Linked DNA regions of Zea mays: region 1 is linked to region 2. The links are chromatin contacts, called in public Hi-C maps. All regions are on one chromosome and are shown on one strand. Each heading gives the region's core, a stretch centred on a gene start, on an enhancer-like site or on the middle of the called end of the contact. The rest is flanking DNA. Distances are from core to core; before and after follow the strand shown. Region 1 holds the start of LOC100216947 (Uncharacterized protein family UPF0090). Region 2 holds the start of LOC103646427.

What was found. A called contact is a pair of places that touch in the nucleus more often than the background predicts.
Region 1: a Hi-C map of leaf shows a contact between it and region 2, with 5 times the contacts expected there. The contact joins the promoter of LOC100216947 here to the promoter of LOC103646427 in region 2. A contact is called at or near these places in 2 of 25 Hi-C or Micro-C datasets (ear and leaf).

Annotation. Positions count from the first base shown.
Region 1 is chr2:50,528,085-50,534,960 of Zm-B73-REFERENCE-NAM-5.0, reverse strand. It overlaps LOC100216947 (Uncharacterized protein family UPF0090), which reads right to left and starts at 1,976. Exons shown (of 6, transcript NM_001359523.1): 1 at 1,806-1,976; 2 at 1,579-1,704; 3 at 750-832; 4 at 507-682; 5 at 1-32. The coding sequence starts at 1,890. LOC100272930 (putative pectinesterase/pectinesterase inhibitor 51) reads left to right here and starts at 2,057. Exons shown (of 1, transcript NM_001147382.1): 1 at 2,057-3,785. The coding sequence starts at 2,119. The coding sequence ends at 3,534.
Region 2 is chr2:50,329,600-50,337,171 of Zm-B73-REFERENCE-NAM-5.0, reverse strand. LOC103646427 reads left to right here and starts at 5,333. Exons shown (of 6, transcript XM_020548296.3): 1 at 5,333-5,841; 2 at 6,793-7,359; 3 at 7,452-7,558. The coding sequence starts at 5,662.

The DNA of each region.
Region 1 (6,876 bases), core at 727-3,226, 200 kb before region 2:
CTTCAATGTCATCTATCGTTGGAGAACCATACCTAATTTATCATGCACTCGATGAGATGTATTACATAAATCATGTCCATGGAACTAACTCTGACCTTAAGGTGACGTGCAAAGAAATTTATGGATGACGAAAAGCAAGCCTGATGAAAAACAGGTGGGAACATACCAGCCCCCGCCCCACCATTGAAAATTTAATGTGCTAGTCAATAGTATGTTATATAGCGTTGTGCCTAAGTAGATACCAAGTTTCTGATCCATACTTTTACTTCCATAGTCAGTTCACTGCCTAATGGCATCTACATTTGAATACATTGAAATATGCCATTTTCTAGTTAGGCCACAATCTGGATTTACTGAAACACTACATATTGACCTCCTCTTAAAATCCTACGCACCAACATATTGACCCACTACATGCATCTATAAGATTTTCTGGCTCAAAACAAGCTAACATAAACATGCATAAACTTGGGAAACTACTGCATATGGATGCAAATCGATAATACCTGGTGGACATCTTCTCAATGCGTACTCTAATAGTCAAATTTGCAGCTGTCTTGAAAGCATATATTTTCAAGTCGTCGTTGAATGATGCTGAGACCTGTTCTGCCAAAGCTAACGCTTCCTTGTCCCACCATGCACCAGCAAGGGATATACCGCCACCAGCACCTCCATCTCCAGCCTCCAGAACATAATTCAATGTTTACATAATCAAACTGTATTTATCAAGCAAGTAGAGTGAAACTTACATAAAGATCCTGTTCATCATCACTCTCAAAATCATCTTCAAAGTCATAGTCGTCCTCATACTCTTCGTCATCATCCATTACATCTGCATGATTTGGTGAACGAAGTAACTTTATTTAGTATAACAAAGTACTGCTTGGCTTATATATGAAACTAATAATACTAACTGAGCAGGGGACATCAAAAGTCATGAGCAGACAAGTATGCTGGTTGCTGAAACACTGTATGTTTTAGAGCACACAAGTTCAGACAAACGCATTGTAAATCAGAACCGCTACATAACCTAAGACCATAAATCATTATTGATGTTTGCAATAGAAGGAAATACATCACTACATCAGCCCTGTCCCAATTTACTAACAAGACTGTAGTGTTGCACCTCCAAGTGTTCGTGCTAGAAAGCATAAACCTTGACAAGGTAAGGACTAATGAGTTACGCAAATGATCAATGACATCTTTCCCTCAATTTCGTGGTGATTGTAGGTCCCAACAATGTGCAGTGCAACTGCATCTTCTTCTGAAACAAATGGAAGAGTCTGCATATTGTAGGATAACTCGTAGTCATGTGTGTAGATGATCGTACCACACACCTTGCTAGCATGGATGATTCATAGTGAACGATAAGACACAAGCACATGAAAAGGAACAGATGCGCAAAACGCTTCTCACTAAAATTTTAGAGGGGATGCATCACAGTGCGAACAATCAGATGAGGGGAGCATATAAATGGAGCAAACTGCAGGGACCACAATCCCCAGTCGTCCCACAGGAAGTCAGCCGGAAATCCCAAACAGGAAAAACAAACATCACCGAGTTCACAAAATCCATTACCGCCTTCGTCTTCTTTGGCGTCGTCGAAGTCCTCCTCCATCTCGTCGGTGAAATCATCTGCGACCTCCTCATCTGGCGGATCTTCGATATATTCATTCCTCTTCTTCTTGGCAAATGGCACCACCGCTGGGGCATTCCGACGAACAATGGGTGGGCATGGACGTCCGGAAAAGGCAGCACTCAGTGCCACGGTAGTGGAGGGCAACGAGCCGGGCAGAAGAGGAAACCTTGATGGCCTGACGGGTAAGCGCCCATGAACGACGCTTTCGACGACCAAATCCATCGGTTAACAGATGACTTCAGAGCCACCATGGAGCGTGGTGACGAGGCCAGCTTATCCTTTTAAGCTGGTAACGGCGTACGCCAACAGGATGCGGAAACGTCTTTCTGAAAGTCCGCCATAACTGACACGTCCTCACCCTCCTTCGGTCCTTCCCGGTTACCAATGGAGACGAAACGAACGAGTACTGTACACATCGAAGAACACAACGCGAACTAGTGTCGCCACGCCGCCTCCGCTCCGACGCGCATGTCCGCCAAATGCCGCGCGGCCACCCCCACCCGCTCCCACGCCGCGGTCGCCTCCTCCAGTTCGCCGCGGCGGCGTCCGGGCTCCTGCTCCTTACGCTGCTCGTCCTCCTCCCGGCCGCGCCGCCCTGGGAGCACACCACCGCGCCCGCCTCGCTCCTCCACGCGGCCATCGCTGCGCACCCGTCGCCGAATTCCTACGCGCGGCCCTGCGCCGACCACCTCGCCCTCTCGCTGCACCGCCTCCGCGCCTCGTTGTCGTCCCTGGAGTCCGGCGACGTCCCCGCCGCGCTCCACCTCGCCTCCGGCTCGCTCCAGTGCCAGTACGACTGCTCCCACCTCCTCTCGCTCCCGGCCTTCCGCTCCCACCCCCTCACGTCCCGCTTCCTCAATTCCCTTGCCCCACAAACCCTAAATGCCGCCCTGAAACCTCCTCCCTCTTCCGCCCCTGCCGCCGCATTCCCTGCGAGGATCCGCCCCGACGCCACGGTGTGCAAACCGAATTCCGGTGTGAAGCCGTGTGGCTACTCGACCGTGCAGGCCGCGGTGGACGCAGCGCCGAACCACACCGCTGGCGCTGGGCACTTCGCCATCGCAGTTGGTGCAGGTACGTACAAGGAAAATGTCGTGATTCCGTATGAGAAGGCCAACATTTTGCTGATGGGGGAGGGTATGGGAGCTACTGTTATCACTGCGTCCCGGAGCGTGGGGATCGATGGGCTGGGAACTTATGAAACTGCGACGGTGGATGTGATCGGTGACGGGTTCCGTGCGAGGGATATAACATTTGAGAACAGCGCTGGTGCTGGAGCTCATCAGGCTGTAGCGTTCCGTTCTGACAGCGATCGGTCAGTGCTGGAGAATGTGGAGTTCCGTGGACATCAGGATACGCTGTATGCTCACACAATGCGGCAGTTCTACCGCAGGTGCCATATTGTAGGGACAGTGGATTTTATATTTGGGAATGCAGCAGCAGTGTTTGAGGAATGTGTGATTAAGACTGTACCACGGGCCGAGGGAGCTCAGAAGCGCGCACGAAACGTGGTGGCGGCTAGTGGGAGGATTGATCCGGGGCAGACGACAGGGTTTGTATTTGTGAATTGCACTGTGGATGGGAACAAAGGGTTTGTGGAATTGTTTCGGAGAAAGCCAGATTCATACAGACTGTATTTGGGCCGGCCATGGAAGGAGTATGCCAGGACATTGTATGTCAGCTGTTACTTGGGGACAGTTGTCAGGCCGGAGGGATGGCTTCCATGGCGAGGTGATTTTGCTCTCAGTACACTGTATTATGGAGAGTTTGACAGTCGAGGCCCTGGTGCAAACCACACAGCAAGGGTTGAGTGGAGCAGTCAGACACCAGAACAGTATGTCAAACACTTTTCAACGGAGAACTTCATTCAGGGCCATCAATGGATTGCGTACTAACTACAGTGTAAATTGTTGTTCTTGGATCAGTGACTTATTGGCACCTTAAGACTGTCTCTAGTAAACTATGCAGAATAGGAGATACGGAACTATATATGACACTGAGAGGAGTTTGAAATAAGGAATGTGATAGAGGATGTGATAGTGAATCTGCTGGAGATAGCCTAACAGCACGATAGTGAAAATTTTCTGGAACGGTAAATACATTCATCCATTATTCCAAGGATCTCGAGACACATGTGGTTCCTGTTAGAAAATCCAAACTGATGTGGTTCGTGTTTTGTTTTCTTACTATATATGTACCTATTTTTTAGTAATAATTCTGTTTTTTAATTAAACTGTTCCTTGCATATAGTAAAGATTAAAATTGTTTTCTCTATAGAATATGGTAGAATGCCTTTTACGTTATTTACTATATATATATATATATATATATATATATATATATATATATATATATATATATATATATATATATCCGTGCATTGTTTCTGGCCTATTATTTTTTGTTGTTATGGTTTCTAGCTTCCAATGGACACTTACACTCATTATATTACTATTTCTAGCACGGAAAGAAATATTTCCTAATATTTGCTAATCAGTGGAAAAAGAAAGGTCAATGTTGCACCTTCTGTATTAGCTGAATGGATACTAGCAGTCACCGATTTATTCAGAACTTCTGTTGGTAACATTATACTTGGTATTTGCAAATTAGCTTTACATCTTTGCAGTCAATAGTATAGACAACTTAAGTTATCTAATGGGTGTTCCTAATAACTGTACACTTGACAGTGATTTGTTATGCAAATTTGAACGATTTGGTCATATCACAAAACTATAGTAAGTAACAAATTGTGATGCAGCATGAGTACCATTTAGCTAAGCATTGGAAGTTGAACTTAGATCTGAGGAGGTGCTATATGTTGTTCACAAATCACAAGGCTACAAAACCATGTGTTCTCACCTATGACAATCCAATTTGTAACCTAAATTGACTGCTAATGCTTTAGAGAGTTTAGAATTAACACTGTCTGCCTGAACAACAGTACCATGTAACAAAGTTAGAAGATGTTATTACTAAAAATATGGTTTGTTTTTAGATGTTCTGTTTTTATCTTTCTCTTGTGGCACACTTCCTCTTTGACAGAAGGCAACGTTCTCTTAAAATCTTGGGTGCTTGTTCTCCGGTGCCTATCGAGAAGTGTGCTTTCTTTGCTTGGACAATTTCTCCTTTGAGACTCAGTAATGTTCATGCTATTGCGACCCTTTCCACCACCCGGTCCATCCGACATATGTGGAAATGCTGTGCTGAGGAACTGTGATCCTCCCCATCATTAAGCTAAAAATCATTTTGGTGGACCTTTCTGCCTTTCATTCAGAATGCAAAACTTCTGCAAAATATGGTGTGTGTGTGTGGGGTGGTGGTGGTCAGGGAAACCTCCACCTGATATATTATAGCCTTGGAGGCCGAGTGAACAACCCATAGAGAGGGACAAAGGAATTACACTTCAACAATTGCAAACTCTTGCAAGGTGGAGCATAATGACAGGTGTTTCACGTCCTTATGCAATCTAAACATTCCAGTTGCAGTCATAATCCTTGAAACAGAACTATATCTCATGCTGACGAAAGGGGATCAATGACAGTTGTTTTCTTCGTTGCCATTGTCTCAGAGCACACCATGTGTGAAGGAAAACAATGCCACCACGAGAAGGTTTCATTCAGGTAACCTTGGTCTGCCTTGTTATATGATCCTATCTCATCGATATGGTACATTGATAGCTGGTATGCGCTATTGCAGGGTTCAATCATTATTACACCGGGGTTGAATGATATTATGTTATTTCCTATTGTGTGGGGTAATCAAAATTTTCTTACAGTAATTAAATCCTACCACTTATCCCATTTTACCCCTTGTATCTAGATTGTGTTTCTATCTAAGCACAAAGTTTTGCACCATAGGTTCCAACACTACACTAACATGACAATTCTAGGAATGTACAAACATGAATGTAAATTGCACAAATGTAAATGAGGAGGGTTAGGGACACAACAATGTTTTTTGAGGTATCAGATAGTCGGCACTCCCGCTAGTCGTTATTGCAGCACATGCGCAAAGGTATTGCTCTCCTTTGGTCCATGTAAGGATCAAGTATCAAGTTCTCTCTACAGGTTGATTGTTTGCTACTCCAGTACCATCAATCACCCACAAGTGTTTACACCATGAGTTGGGCCTATCACAATCACCATTGAGAGATTACGAATCTCTCAATCACCACAAAATTATCTAGGTGATGTCTATCACAAGAGTACCAAACATAGACTCTCACTTGATCTAAACTAGCCTAATGAGGAAGGTAGATGCACACGTACCCCTATTCACTAATGAGGTCTTTAATCTTACGATTATCAAATCAGAATCACCCACTATACAAGAACTCCCATTTTGTTCTCCAAAGTATGATATCAGCTGAAATACGTGGCAAAAGAGCTTTATTAGATGAGATGGATGGGTATACATACCCCAACCACTCTACTCAACTAGTCGTTATTGCTCATTGCAATAGCAAATGGGAGCATCAGATCATCTGATGCCTGGCATCAGAATAATCTGGTGTCCCTCCGATGGCTAGTTCCATTTTGTTCGTTAGTAGTACGGTCCAGTAGCATATGTTCCAATGAACACCATAGAATCAATCTGATGTGTTGATGCCTTCTCTGGAATGCCTCTGAATACCATTGGAATGGGAGATTTTGCTCTAATGGGTCCCCACCCTTCTCGCTCTGATGTGCTATGGAAAAACCTTAGCAGACGAAGGCCATAGCATATATTCCGATGTAATGCATTTGTACCATCCTGTTGAGCACCACTTTGAGCCGGCGGATGGTCCGCGCCTGTGGGCCGGACGGTCCGTGCAAACGCAGAACATATTAGGGTTCCGAGTTTTGTGCTACGGTTGTTAGCTAGATTCGCGGAATTCGCTCGGAAATTAGTTTGTAAAGGGTCCAGCTTCCCTCCTCTATAAATAGAGAGGTGTATGACCGATTTGTACTTATCAATCGAATCAATAACACTTCTATTTCACATTTATTTCCTTTACAATTAGGAGTAGTTCTAGTTTAGCCTCTCGATCCCAAATTCCCCGCTTCTATTCGACTCTACGTCGATTAGAGGAGTCTAGGTCGGCCTGCCCGAGCCTAGACATCACCTAGGATCTCTCCTCCCCGACGGGGTCCCTCCCGGGAGCGAGATGCAGGCGCCGCCGGTGATCTTCCACCGCCCCTGCGCGGACCGTCAGGCAGGAATCCTAGCCTCGTGCTAGGCCACGGACCGTCCGGCCA
Region 2 (7,572 bases), core at 4,084-6,583:
ATTTCATGGTCATCCCATTTGGTGCTTCCGAGGTTGCACACTTGGTTTACCAAGGTCTTGAGCCGGTTGTACATCGCTTGTGGCTCCTCCCCTTGGTGAAGCATGAAGCGACCGAGCTCCCCCTCGATCGTCTCCCGCTTGGTGATCTTGGTCACCTCGTCTCCTTCGTGCGCGGTCTTGAGCACGTCCCAAATTTCCTTTGCGCTCTTCAACCCTTGCACCTTATTATACTCCTCTCGACTTAGAGACGCGAGGAGTATAGTAGTGGCTTGGGAGTTGAAGTGTTGGATTTGTTCGACCTCCTCTGAGTCGTAATCCTTGTCTCCCCTTTTTGGTACCTGTACTCCATACTCAACAATATCCCATATGCTTTTGTGGAGTGAGGTTAGGTGATGCCTCATTTTATCACTCCACATAGAATAATCTTCACCTTCAAGCATAGGTGGTTTGCCTAATGGAACGGAAAGTAATGGAGTGCGTTTTGAAATACGAGAATAGCGAAGGGGCATCTTACTATACTTCTTGCGCTCATGGCGCTTAGAAGTGGCGGATGCCGATTTCGAGCCGGAGGTTGAGGGTGACGAAGAGTCGGTCTCGTAGTAGACAACCTTCTTCATCTTCTTCTTCTTGTCACCTTTCCGTTGGGATTTGATGGAGGACGAGGATTCCTCCTTGTGCTTGTGAGCGGACTCCCTTGAGTGCGTTCTCCCCGAACTTGCGAACTTGTCGCCGGTCCCGATCTCCCTCTTGGCGGATGCTCCCGACATCACTTCAAGCGGTTAGGCTCTAATGAAGTACCGGGTTCTGATACCAATTGAAAGTTGCCTAGAGGGGGGGGGGGTGAATAGGGCGAATCTGAAATTTACAAACTTTAAGCACAACTACAAGCCGGGGTTAGCGTTAGAAATAAAACCAAGTCCGAACGAGAGTGCGAAAACAAATCACAAGCAAATGAAGAGTGTGACACGGTGATTTGTTTTACCGAGGTTCGGTTCTTGCAAACCTACTCCCCGTTGAGGTGGTCACAAAGACCGGGTCTCTTTCAACCCTTTCCCTCTCTCAAACGGTCACTTAGACCGAGTGAGCTTCTCTTCTCAATCAACCGGGACACTAAGTCCCCACAAGGACCACCACACAATTGGTGTCTCTTGTCTTGGTTACAATTGAGTTGGAATCAAGAAAGAATGAAGAAGAAAAGCAATCCAAGCGCAAGAGCTCAAATGAACACGAGTCTCTCTCTCACGAGTCACTATTTGATTGGAATGATCTTTGGACTTGGGAGAGGATTTGATCTCTTTGGTTGTGTCTTGTATTGAATGCTATAGCTCTTGTAAGGTGTTTGAAGGCTGAAAACTTGGATGCATTGAAGTGTGGTGGTTGGGGGGTATTTATAGCCCCAACCACCAAAAGAACCGTTGGTGGAGGCTGCTGTCGCATGGCGCACCGGACACTGTCCGGTGCGCCAGCCACGTCACCCGACCGTTGGATTCTGACCGTTGGAGCTTCTGACATCTGGGCCACCGGACAGTCCGGTGGAGCACCGGACAGCCATTGTTCACTGTCCGGTGCACCTTCTGGCTCTGTTCTGACTTCTACGCGCACTGTAGCGCATTAACTGCTTCTGCAGACGACCGTTGGCGCGATGTAGCCGTTGCTCCGCTGGCGCACCGGACAGTCTGGTGCTACACCGGACAGTCTGGTGAATTATCGCGGAGCGGCCCCCAGAATTCCCGAAGGTGGCAAGTTCAGAGTCGGGTTCCCTGGTGCACCGGACACTGTCCGGTGGCACACCGGACAGTCCGGTGCGCCAGACCAGGGCACACTTCGGTTGTCTTTTGTTCTCTTTGTTTGAACCCTTACTTGGTCTTTCTATTGGTTTATTGTGAACCTTTGACACCTGTAAAACTTATAATCTAGAGTAAACTAGTTAGTCCAATTATTTGTGTTGGACAATTCAACCACCAAAATCAATTAGGAAAAGGTGTAAGCCTATTTTTCCTTTCAGGGAGAAAGTAAAAAGGGCTTTCAAATGTCTCCGTTTTTGGCGATTAATGCCAAAGGGGGAGAGAGTATTAGCCCAAAGCAAAAGGACCGCACCACACCACCACCAATTTCAAAGTTTAAAAATGAAGTTTTCAAATGGTATCTTACGATAAAATATTTAAAGAGGATTTTTCAATTGGTTAGTATTTTTCAAATTGGTATAGTTAATCTTCTTTCAATTGGTAAAACCCTCTTGAGCACCAAGAGGAGAATTTCATTCAGTGGGAGTTTTGTTTAAGTCAAAGGAAAAACATTTGAAACAGGGGGAAAAAATTTCAAATCTTGAAAATGCTTCTTGCAATCTTATTCATATACCTTTGACTATTTGCAAAAGTACTTTGAAAAGATTTTCCAAAAGATTTTGCAAAAACAAAACAAGTGGTGCAAGCGTGGTCCAAAATGTCAAAAAGAAAGAAAGCAATCCATGCATATCTAATGAAAATATAAATTGGTTTAATTCCAAGCAACCTTTGCATTTACCCTATGCAAACTAGTTCAATTCTGCACTTATATATTTGCTTTGGTTTGTGTTGGCATCAATCACCAAAAAGGGGGAGATTGAAAGGGAAATAGGGTCAAACCTTTTCCTAAATGATTTTGGTAGTTGAATTGCCCAACACAAATATTGGACTAACTAGTTTGCTCTAGATTATATGTTCTACAAGTGCCAAAGGTTCAGCACAAACCAATAAAAAAATTAAAGTTAGGGTTCAAAAGAAAGGAGCAAAAGAAAGGAGTAAAACAAACAGAAGTGAACCCTGGTCTGGCGCACCAGAGTGTCAGGTGCACCACCGGACAGTGTCTGGTGCACCAGGGTGGATCGACTTCAAACTCTTCACCTTCGGGTTTCTGAGGCCACGCTCCGCTATAATTCACCGGACTGTCCGTTAGGTCACCGGACTGTCCGGTGTGCCAGCGGAGCAACGACTCCCAAGCGCAACGGTCGACTCCAACGGTCGCCTGCAACGTGAACAGTGCGCGGACAGTTCGCGTAGAAGTCAGAGCAGCGCTAGAAGGCGCATCGGACAGTGAACAGTGACTGTCCGGTGCGACACCAGACTGTCCGGTGGCCCAGGCTGTCAGAGCTCCAACGGTCGAAACCGTCAGAACTCTAACGGTTGGGTGACGTGGCTGGTGCACCGGACAGTGTCCGGTGGCGCACCGGACTATCCGGTGCGCCCATCGACAGTAGCCCTCCCCAACAGCTGTTTTGGTGGTTGGAGCTATAAATACTCCCAACCACCTCTATTCAAGGCATCCAAGTTTTCCAGCTATTGCATTCAATACAAGAGCTCTAGACTTCACTCCAAGACACAAACAAGAGATCAAATCCTCTCCCAAGTCCGAAATCACTCCAAACACTTAGTGACTAGTGAGTGAGAGATTTTCGTGTTCATTTGAGTTCTTGTCGCTTGGATCGCTTTTCTTCTTCCCCATCTTGTTCTCAAGACATTTGTAATCAAAGCAAGAGACACCAATTGTGTGGTGGTCCTTGCGGGGTCTAAGTGACCTATTTGATTGAGGAGAAAAGCTCACTCGGTCTAAGTGACCGTTTGAGAGAGGAAAAGGGTTGAAAGAGACCCGGTCTTTGTGACCACCTCAACGGGGAGTATGTTTGCAAGAACCGAACCTCGGTAAAACAAATCACCGTGTCATCCGTTCTATTTATTTGGTTGATTTGTTTTAGCCCTCTCTTGCGAACTCCGTTTTATTTCTAACATCAACCCCGGCTTGTAGTTGTGCTTAAAGTTATAAATTTCAGATTTGGCTATTCACCCCCTCTAGGCAACTTTCAGTAGACCCCAATGTGCAGCGCACTGCACACCCACTCTGCCACACAAAACGCAACCACGAGCGAGCCCACACGACCAACGCATCTCCAACAACCATCAACGTGCAGACACCCAATATAAGGCACAAGTGGCATTGCGGCAGGATGTTGCAGCATGCTAGGCCTGCAAAAATGTCGTAGTGGTACTCACCCTCAGCCAAGGTCGGACCTTATCGACAAGTGCGATTGCACATGGCCCAAAATTCTGAGGGGCCTAAAAAACTTCTTAGCTCAACAGTAAGCCTAAACAATATTTATCAGTGAACAGACTAACATTATATCATCTAAGCTGAACTCAATTAACAACTAGATTGTTGCTCTTCAAACACATTTATCAATACATTTGTTTATTTATGTATTCTATTACAATATAATTTCTTAAAAACAGATAGATTTAATATAAAGAGTTATAAGTGTTATCTAGTAAACCTTTTACAATTCAGAATACATAAATTATATAATTTTGATTATATTTTTCTATAAAATAAGACCTCTTTTGAATTTTAGTACAAGACCTCTAAATTTACCACCCCGTCCCTGCTCTCAGCCCACTGTCCCAAGACAGGTGCTGTGTCCACTGCCTCCTTCGCTAAACGTGCTTTGTTTTAGTAGCTCTTCCTTTAATCTATTTTTTTGTTCGGCCACTGCCATGAAAAACGTAGTGTTTCCCGTGATATAAATAAAAATCCGTTTTAATGCACTTCGCGATGAGCCTTGCTGGCCGCTCTGGATCGTAGACGCTCGAATAAAGATAGTTTTTGTTTCATATAATTAGTAGCGAAGAGCCAGAATAGATGAATGATAAATTACGCTTTAATATTATATATGTACATTATATGTATAGCTATTATGTATATAGATATAGAATTGTACTCTTTTTTAAGGTTGAGGGAGTACTTGTCGCCTGCATGTATATCAACTTTTGGTTTGCTTGGCACTGTTTTTTTCAAGTTATATTAGTCCTCTATCCATTCTAAATTATAAAATAGTTTTTATCTTTTTAGACACAGATTTTTTATATACTTAGATATACATCATATCTCGATATACAGTTAGAGAAATATATCTAAAAATATCAAAACATCTCATAATAAAGAGTGTAGCACTGAGCACATTTCTTAAAATTCATTGTTCTTCAAACCTTTTATTCAGACAGAGTTACAGGCGCAGAAGCACACATACATATGAGCAAAATCGATTAAGTTAATTACAAACGTAATCCTAAATGAATTCCTTGTGCCGCACTATATGCTAGTTGCTAGCCTAGTAGCCTCCGTGTGGAGAGGAACCACACGTTCCTCCTAAGAAGGAAAAAAAAAACAAAAATCACGAAGCAGACAGCACCGGACACACTGACGCGGACTTGGAAAGGCACTGGAGGGGCAGTTTGGTCAAACCCGCAGGCCGAGAGGAAAGAAAGTGCCCGGCCCACCCGCTGGGATCAACTGCCGAACCGTCTGGAAGGCACTAACGCCGTGACAACACTCAAATTACCAAAACACCCTCGTCCATCTTCGACTGAGCTCGGCCGTCCGATCACCTTCAAGATTCCCGAACCGCTTCCCACGGCAGCTCGCTCCCTATATGAATCGAGCGGCGCGCGATCATCCATTAACGGAACAAAGTACTTGCGAGGCAACGGGAAGGAGGTAGAAGAGGGAGAGTAAAGTAGCGCGCCGCAGCCGCAGCGGAGGAAAGGCAAGGGCGGCGAGGGAACACGCGGTTGCTTGCGGAAACCCGCTCGACTCGGTCTCTCCGCCCGCGAGTTGGGTTGATCGGAGGGTTTGATGACGGGGGCGCGGGAGCCGGTGGCCATGGAGATACCAGCGGAGGAAGGGCCAGCGGCGGCGAGGGCGCCGCCGCGGCGGATTAGGAGGAGGCTGGTGGAGGGGGCGCGCGGCGGTGGGGCGCCGGCGAGCGTGGAGGAGATCGAGGCCAGGCTTAGGGAGGCCGAGCTCCGGAGGCAGGTACGTGTCCCTTTCGTCCTGTTTCCTTCTTCCCGCCGCGTGCTAGTTTGGTTTACGTTGCTTCTTGCTTGCTCGTAGTTGCCAGTTGGGTTGCTTCGGCGTGAACTGTGAAGTCGAAATAATTCGTAGCGGTCACGATAATTACTTGATCGCTTTTTACTGGTGCGGTGAGGCGAGGCCAGGGTAGTTGTTCTCCGCCCGTTTCTGAAGCTGTTCTTTTTTTTTTTCTGGATTTCTCCTGCGATTTCATTGGCCATTAATTCCAAATTGGAGTTCCTTTTGGCGAGACAAAACCTGTTTTACTCTTTTCATGTGCGAATTTGTTGGCAAGTAAGGGTGTAGGAACGAGGAATTGGGAGGTGCAGACTGCAGAGTGTGTGGATTGTGGAAGGTTTGGGAAAATTGGATGAGCACCGTTAAAGGATCTCTGGTTTAGAAAATACTACTGAAAGATTTAGTTGTAGAAAACTAGCACCTGAAGGTTGCTCCGTTGTTTCGTTTTACCATCCACGTTGACTTGTCCGGAAAAAAATTGGTTGGAGCAACACAAGCACCGACCGCGTGGATTGGCTTAGAAGTAACTTGACACACATGTACCTCTGCAAAATTTGGTGACCAAAAACATGGTTGGAGCTTTTTGTTGCTTAATGTGAATTGTGATTTGCTAGTCGATGTTTTGTTAAATTTGCTCTAAACCGTTTAATGAGGAGTCTCTTGATGGGTCTCTAGGGGCCTAAGTTAAAAAAATTAAGCCCGTCTCTTCACGGACTTTCGTAGTCTTTCGTAGTCCGATGGTTCTTGTCGTAGTCCAATGGTTCTTGAGAGTTGTCGTGTTTACTGTTTGTTTGATTCATTTTGGGAGTAAAGTGTCATAGGAAACAACTATTGGAGTCGAATTGGACTGATTGCAGTATAGGATAACTTGTTGACTTTTCGAATGTTGTTTTTCAGCAATTCCGTGAATGGTTGGCCTGCAAAGCAAGGAAGAAGCCACGGAGCCCGTCGTGGTCCTCTCAAGAAGAAGACCATGGGCAGCGCCTTGAAGCGAAGCTTCTGGCTGCTGAGCAGAAAAGGCTAAGCCTCTTGGCGAAGGCACAGAACCGACTCGCCAAGTTGGATGAACTCAGACAAGCTGCTAAGAATGATGTGGAAATGAGGTTTGAGAAGGAAAGGGAAGAACTCGAGACCAGAGTTGAGTCTCGTGTCCGACAGGCAGAGGAGAACCGCATGCGCCTTCTGCATGCCGATATGCAGAAGCGGGCCGCACTGAAGGAGAGGACAGCGAGGTCCCTGGTGCAGAAGGCAAAATCAGAGAGCAAATACATGGAGCAGGTGCGCTCTGCAATTTCTCTGAAGCGCGCTGCTGCTGAGAAGAAACGACTGAGGTTGCTGGAAGCTGAAAAGACCAAGGCTCAAGCTAGGCTTTTACGCATCCAAAAAGCTGCCATGACTGTATGCAGCCGGAGAGAATCAGAGAGGAGAAAACTGAAAGAACAGCTGGACAACAAACTTCAAAGGGTATGTATTCTCAACTCTCATAGTGTTCTGTTAAACATTTTTTTATCCTTGTGTTCTGTTTCTAACATCCAGAGATTATCTTACTGGAACAGGCGAAGAGGCAGAGGGCTGAGTATTTGAAACAAAGAGGAAGTCCTCGTGGTTCAACCCATGCTGATTACTTAAAGCATGCATATGCCCTTTCAAGAAAACTAGCAAGGTACTAATATGGCT